Linked DNA regions of Ovis aries: region 2 is linked to region 1. A link is a contact called in public Hi-C data. All regions are on one chromosome and are shown on one strand. The core of a region is the stretch at or near the end of the contact, and the rest is flanking DNA. Distances in the headings are between cores, read along the strand shown.

Region 1 (2,700 bases), core at 102-2,601:
AGTCGGACATGACTTAGTGACTAAACAACAACAACTACTTACTATGAGAATGATAGAAGGTCCAAAAGAAAATGTGCGCACCTGCTTCATCCACTTGGGTTTTAATTTCCCTCGTGCATCTGTGTTTTCCCGATAGTTCATAAGCGTCATGAGCTCTGAGACTAGGTTTCACACCTGGCCAGCCCGAGCCCCTAGCACCCAGTGCTGCTGACAGGAAATCAGAGGGCACTTTGCTGGGTTCCAGGGGGCAGCCTGCTTGTCCTCAATAGGTGTCCTCAAGTGTAAAGGGAAGATGCTCCATCCATGATTGGTGTGAAGATTACAGATCTGACCATGTGCTGTGGATTGTTGTTCAGTCACTCAGTCCCGTTCAACTCTCTGCAACCCCATGGACTGCTGCACGCCAGGCTCCCCGTCCATCACCAACTCCCAGAGCCTACTCAAACTCATGTCCATTGAGTCGGTGATGCCATCCAACCGTCTCATCCTCTGTCGTCCCCTTCTCCTCCCGCCTTCATCTTTCCTAGCATCAGGGTCTTTTCCAATGAGTCATCTCTTCACATTAGGTGGCCAAAGTATTGGAGCTTCAGCATCAGTCCTTCCAACGAATATTCAGGACTGATTTCCTTTAGGATGGGCTGGTTGGATCTCCTTGCAGTCCAAGGGACTCTCAAGAGTCTTCTCCAACACCACAGTTCAAAAACATCAATTCTTTGGTGCTCAGCCTTCTTTATAGCCCAACTCTCACATCTATCCATACATCACTACTGGAAAAGCCATAGCTTTGACTATATGGACCTTTGTTGGCAAAGGAATGTCTCTGCTTTTTAATAACGCTGTCTAGGCTGTGGATCAGTTTCAGTTCAGTTGCTCAGTCGTGTCCGACTCTTTGCAACCCCATGGACTGCAGCACGCCAGGCTTCCCTGTCCATCACCAACTCCCAGAGCCTACTCAAACTCATGTCCATTGAGTCAGTGATGCCATCCAACCATCTCATCCTCTGTTGTCCCCCTTTCTTCCCGCCTTCCATCTTTCCCAGCATCAGGATCTTTTCCAATGAGTCGGTTCTTCGCATCAGGTGGCCAAAGTATTGGAGTTTCAGCTTCAGCATCAGTCCTTCCAATGAGTATTCTGTGGATCAGTTCAGTTGAGTTCAGTCGGTCAGTTGTGTCCGACTCTTTGCGACCCCATGGACTGCAGCACGCAGTCTACTCTGTGGATTAGAACTTGTTAAAATCCACTGTCCGCCTCTCCGGATACAGTGCCGCGCGCGCCCACAAGGGGGCGGCAGGTCTCGGCCGAGCGGCCGGACAAAGTGGACGTCAGGCCCAGCGGCCCCGCCCCGTGGCCGTGACCCCAGGCCGCGCCGGCGCGGCGTCCTGCTCTGCAGGCAGACGGCGCGGCCGGGCGTGCGGGGCGGGGGCCGCGCGATGGGGGCCGAGGCCGCTGGGAGCGGGCCGGCGCTGCGGGAGCTGCTGCGCGAGGCGGAGACCAGCCTGCTTGAGTGCAAGGTGTGCTTCGAGCGGTTCGGCCACCGCCAGCAGCGGCGCCCACGCAACCTGTCCTGCGGCCACGTGGTCTGCCTGGCCTGCGTGGCCGCCCTGGCGCACCCGCGGACGCTGGCCCTCGAGTGCCCCTTCTGCCGGCGGGCCTGCCGGGGCTGCGACACCAGCGACTGCCTGCCGGTGCTCCACTTCCTGGAGCTCCTGGGCTCCGCGCTGCGGCCGGGCCCGGCCGCCCCGCGCGCCGCGCCCGCCGCCGCGGGGGTCCTCACCTGCCAGCACGCCTTCGGCGGCTGGGGGACCCTGGTCAACCCCACCGGGCTGGCTCTGTGTCCCAAGACGGGGCGGGTCGTGGTGGTGCACGACGGTAAGAGGCGAGTCAAGGTCTTCGACTCCGGGGGAGGCTGCGCGCATCAGTTTGGAGAGAAGGGGGACGCCGCCCAGGACCTTCGGTACCCGGTTGACGTCACGGTCACCAGCGACTGCCACGTGGTCGTCACCGACGCCGGCGACCGCTCCCTCAAAGTATTTGACTTTTTCGGCCAGATCAAACTCGTCTTGGGAGGCCACTTCTGCTTGCCGTGGGGTGTGGAGACCACCCCGCAGAATGGGGTCTTGGTCACGGACGCGGAGGCGGGGTCCCTGCACCTCCTGGAAGTCGACTTTCCCGAAGGGGTCCTCCGGAGGACCGAAAGGTTGCAGGCTCACCTGCGTCGCCCGCGGGGGGTGGCGGTGTCCTGGCTCACCGGGGCCATCGCGGTCGTCGAGCACCCGCTGGGGCCCGGCACCTGCAGCAGCACTACCGTGAAGGTGTTCAGCGCGAGCATGCAGCTCATCGGCCAGGTGGACTCCTTTGGGCTAAGCCTCTTTTTCCCTTCCAAGATCACCGCCTCCGCCGTGGCCTTCGATCATCAGGGCAACGTGGTGGTTGCCGATACTTCCAGTCCGGCTGTCCTCTGTCTAGGCAAACCCGAGGAGTTTCCAGTGCTGAAGCCCATCGTCACCCACGGTCTTTCGCATCCCGTGGCGCTGACCTTCACTAAGGAGAGTTCTCTTCTTGTGCTGGACAGCGCGGCCCATTCTGTAAAAGTCTACAAGGTTGACTGGGGGTGATGGGGCGTGGTGGGGGTCCTGGGACCTGCTCCAGAAGCCCCGGAGCCGCCCCTGTTGAGCCCCGGATCAACAACTTAATCTTAT
Region 2 (2,700 bases), core at 191-2,690, 290 kb after region 1:
AGGTGGATATTAAAGTTCCCATTTTATAGGGAGAAGGAAGGTTTTGACTTATCCAAGGTCAAACTAGAGTGGTGGAACCAGAATTCGCCTTCTTTGACAACAGCTCTTATGTAACAACGGAACATTAATGACACTGTATGTTTTTCTAATTCTGCTTTAGGCTTAAAGATCATGAACATTGCTTTTTTCAACCGGTTTTTTTCTTTTTATAAGATAATGTTCGCTCCTGTCTAATTTAACTATCTGCTCACTTTACCTCTTTACCTTACTATCCGTCCTCTTTACCAACCACGAGGAAGGAGAGTAAGAAGGAGGTTACTGCTTCTGTGTTAAATGCGTCTTTCAAAGTCTACGTTTATAGCCGAGCACAGGAAAAGGAACGGAACCCCCCTGGCTTTGTGCCTCTGCGGCAAACCGTGCCTCTCTCCTTCCGCGTCCTTTCCGAGAATTAGCCTTCCTCCCGTTAACTACATTTCCCAGCGGCCCGCGCGGCCGAGAGCGCGGGCTCGACCAGCCCTTCCTTCCTTCCTCACCTATCAGCCGGTCGCAGCGTGATGACGCAGGCTCGCCGGGCGCTGACGAGTGACGGTGTTCTGGCTCGAGACCGCAGCGGCGGCCTTAGCAGCGGCAATAGACGCAACAGCGGCGACTGCAGGGACGACGGCGGCGACGACGACGACGGCGGCGGCGGGGCGGGCGCTGTGCGCAAAGGGGAGGGGTAGGCGGGCGGCGCCGGCGGCTTCAACTGCGGCAGCTACACGGCTGGGGCGTGCGGAAGAAGAATCTCCATCAGCCGGCGGCCGAGTTAGGCCCGAGCAGCGCCGGGGGCCGCTCGCGTTGTCCTCTGCGGGGGAAATCTCCATAGAGACGGTGACACACACAGAGGCGGGGGTCCGCGGGAGCCTGCGGGACCGGAGAGCCAGCTCCTCGGCCTCTGTGGCCTCCCCGCCCCGCTCCCCCCACCTCGCTGCCGCCAGCGCGCATTCTCTTCTCCGCTTCTGCTCGCCGCTCCGCGGTTCCCGGTGGGCCTGGGCCCCCGCTGTGAGGGCAGCGCGGGCGGACTCTTGGGGGCTGGGGCCGGGTGAGGCGAGGCGGGGGGCGGGGGTCCTCTGAGGCCGCCTCTGCCTCTCCCGCCCCGGAGGGGGAAGCCGCGGAGGCTCCGCCATGGCCTCGGGAGCCGGAGGCAGAGGAGGGGGCGGTGGCGGCGGCAAGATCCGGACGCGGCGTTGCCACCAGGGCCCGATGAAGCCTTACCAGCAGGGGCGACCGCAGCACCAGGTAAGGGAGCCCCGGCGCTCTGTGTGAGGGGGTCCCTTCGCGGGCCCTCGGGGCGGCGGGGGGGCGGGGGGGGCGGCCCTGGCGCCCCACGTGGAGCGTCGGGGAGGCCCCGGGCGAGGCGGCGGGAGCCGAGGCCGCCGGGGCGGCGACGGGAAGTGGGCTTGAGGCCGGCCAGCCCTGCGGCGCACACGTGTGGCTCGGCCTCCTCTCTCCACCAACCCCCCGCCCCGCACCCTGGCCCTCTCCGCCCCGGGGCTTTCCCCGGGCCTGGGCGCAGGGCGGGAACACAAGTACGAGGCCCACGGTGGGCCTAGAATTCTGCCCCCCCCCCCCCCTTTTTTTGGCGGGGATTAGGAGCTTGGAGGAGGGGGGGTGGTTAATTACTCATGTCCCTCAAGGGAAAAGGGAAAATGCTGTGGTTGGGAGGGCCCCCCACCCCCACGCCTGCAGATTTCTAGTCTCCCGCGTTTCAGCGCGTGCGGGGAGGGGGGCTGCCCCAAGGACTCCTCCGATCCTCACCCCGCCAGGGTACCTACCTGGGGCTTGACGGGGGCGCTGTTACAGGGAAAGTGAAATAACTTATTCTCCATCCTTTAAATTCTCCATCTCCCCGTGGCCCTCCCCGATCTAAGAGCCCTGGCTTATTTAATTTTTTCTTCAACCGGGATATGGTTAGTGGCACTGGGGCATTTTGAAAGTCCCTCTCCGCACTTACGTCTGTTTTTCCGTCGCGAGACTCTTCCCTCCCCACTTTTGTCCAACCTTTCCCCCCCCTCCCCACACACACCCGCGCGTTTTATTTTGGAGACTAGAATTGGCCATTATGCACAGTTGACTGGGACTCCAGTTCTGATCTCATGCACAAAATATTTTAATATTGCAATGGGTATTCTAGAAGTTTAGGTACTTTCGACACTACAGGAATGTTGGTGGTCTTGAAATTTAACCACCTTGTGCACTCGTGGGTGTTTGAAATTATAAAAATAGGAGTTTATCCTCAGATATTTGATTCTGAGAAAGTTAAGTATTTTAAGTTTTGCTTGTTAACGGGGGATTGAGTGGGAAAATGTTGAAAACCTTCTAATAAAAGTCACTTATAAAACTTTTCACTGATAGTAAGGTAGGAAGTAAGTGTGGGCCTTAAACCTATAAAAAGTATAGCAAAAGGGTCTGATAACTTGTTGCATACTATAAAAGGTAGACTTCTAGATTGCTTTATTCCAGATGATGATAAATATTTAACAGTTAAACATGTTTGGTGCTGTTGTTAAATTGTATCATTAAAAACAGAATTTTAAAAGTAAAGATTTGGGAGAAGTTTCTTAATAGTGAAATTTCGTAGTTTATAGTATTAGGTAGCTCTCTACTAATGGTTACAAGTCTTGGCTACTATCAACTCCCACCAGTGTTCCCCCAGATAGG

What was found. A called contact is a pair of places that touch in the nucleus more often than the background predicts.
Region 2: a contact with region 1 is called in a Hi-C map of muscle, with 3 times the contacts expected there. The contact joins the promoter of LOC121817444 here to the promoter of NHLRC1 in region 1. A contact is called at or near these places in 2 of 16 Hi-C or Micro-C datasets (muscle and skin fibroblasts).

The regions. Positions count from the first base shown.
Region 1 is chr20:38,722,730-38,725,429 of ARS-UI_Ramb_v3.0, forward strand. NHLRC1 (NHL repeat containing E3 ubiquitin protein ligase 1) reads left to right here and starts at 1,352. Exons shown (of 1, transcript XM_027958731.3): 1 at 1,352-2,700. The coding sequence starts at 1,432. The coding sequence ends at 2,616.
Region 2 is chr20:39,014,552-39,017,251 of ARS-UI_Ramb_v3.0, forward strand. It overlaps LOC121817444, which reads right to left and starts at 1,441. Exons shown (of 2, transcript XM_060403494.1): 1 at 534-1,441. The coding sequence starts at 1,166. The coding sequence ends at 537. It overlaps NUP153 (nucleoporin 153), which reads left to right and starts at 581. Exons shown (of 22, transcript XM_027958739.3): 1 at 581-1,278. The coding sequence starts at 1,165.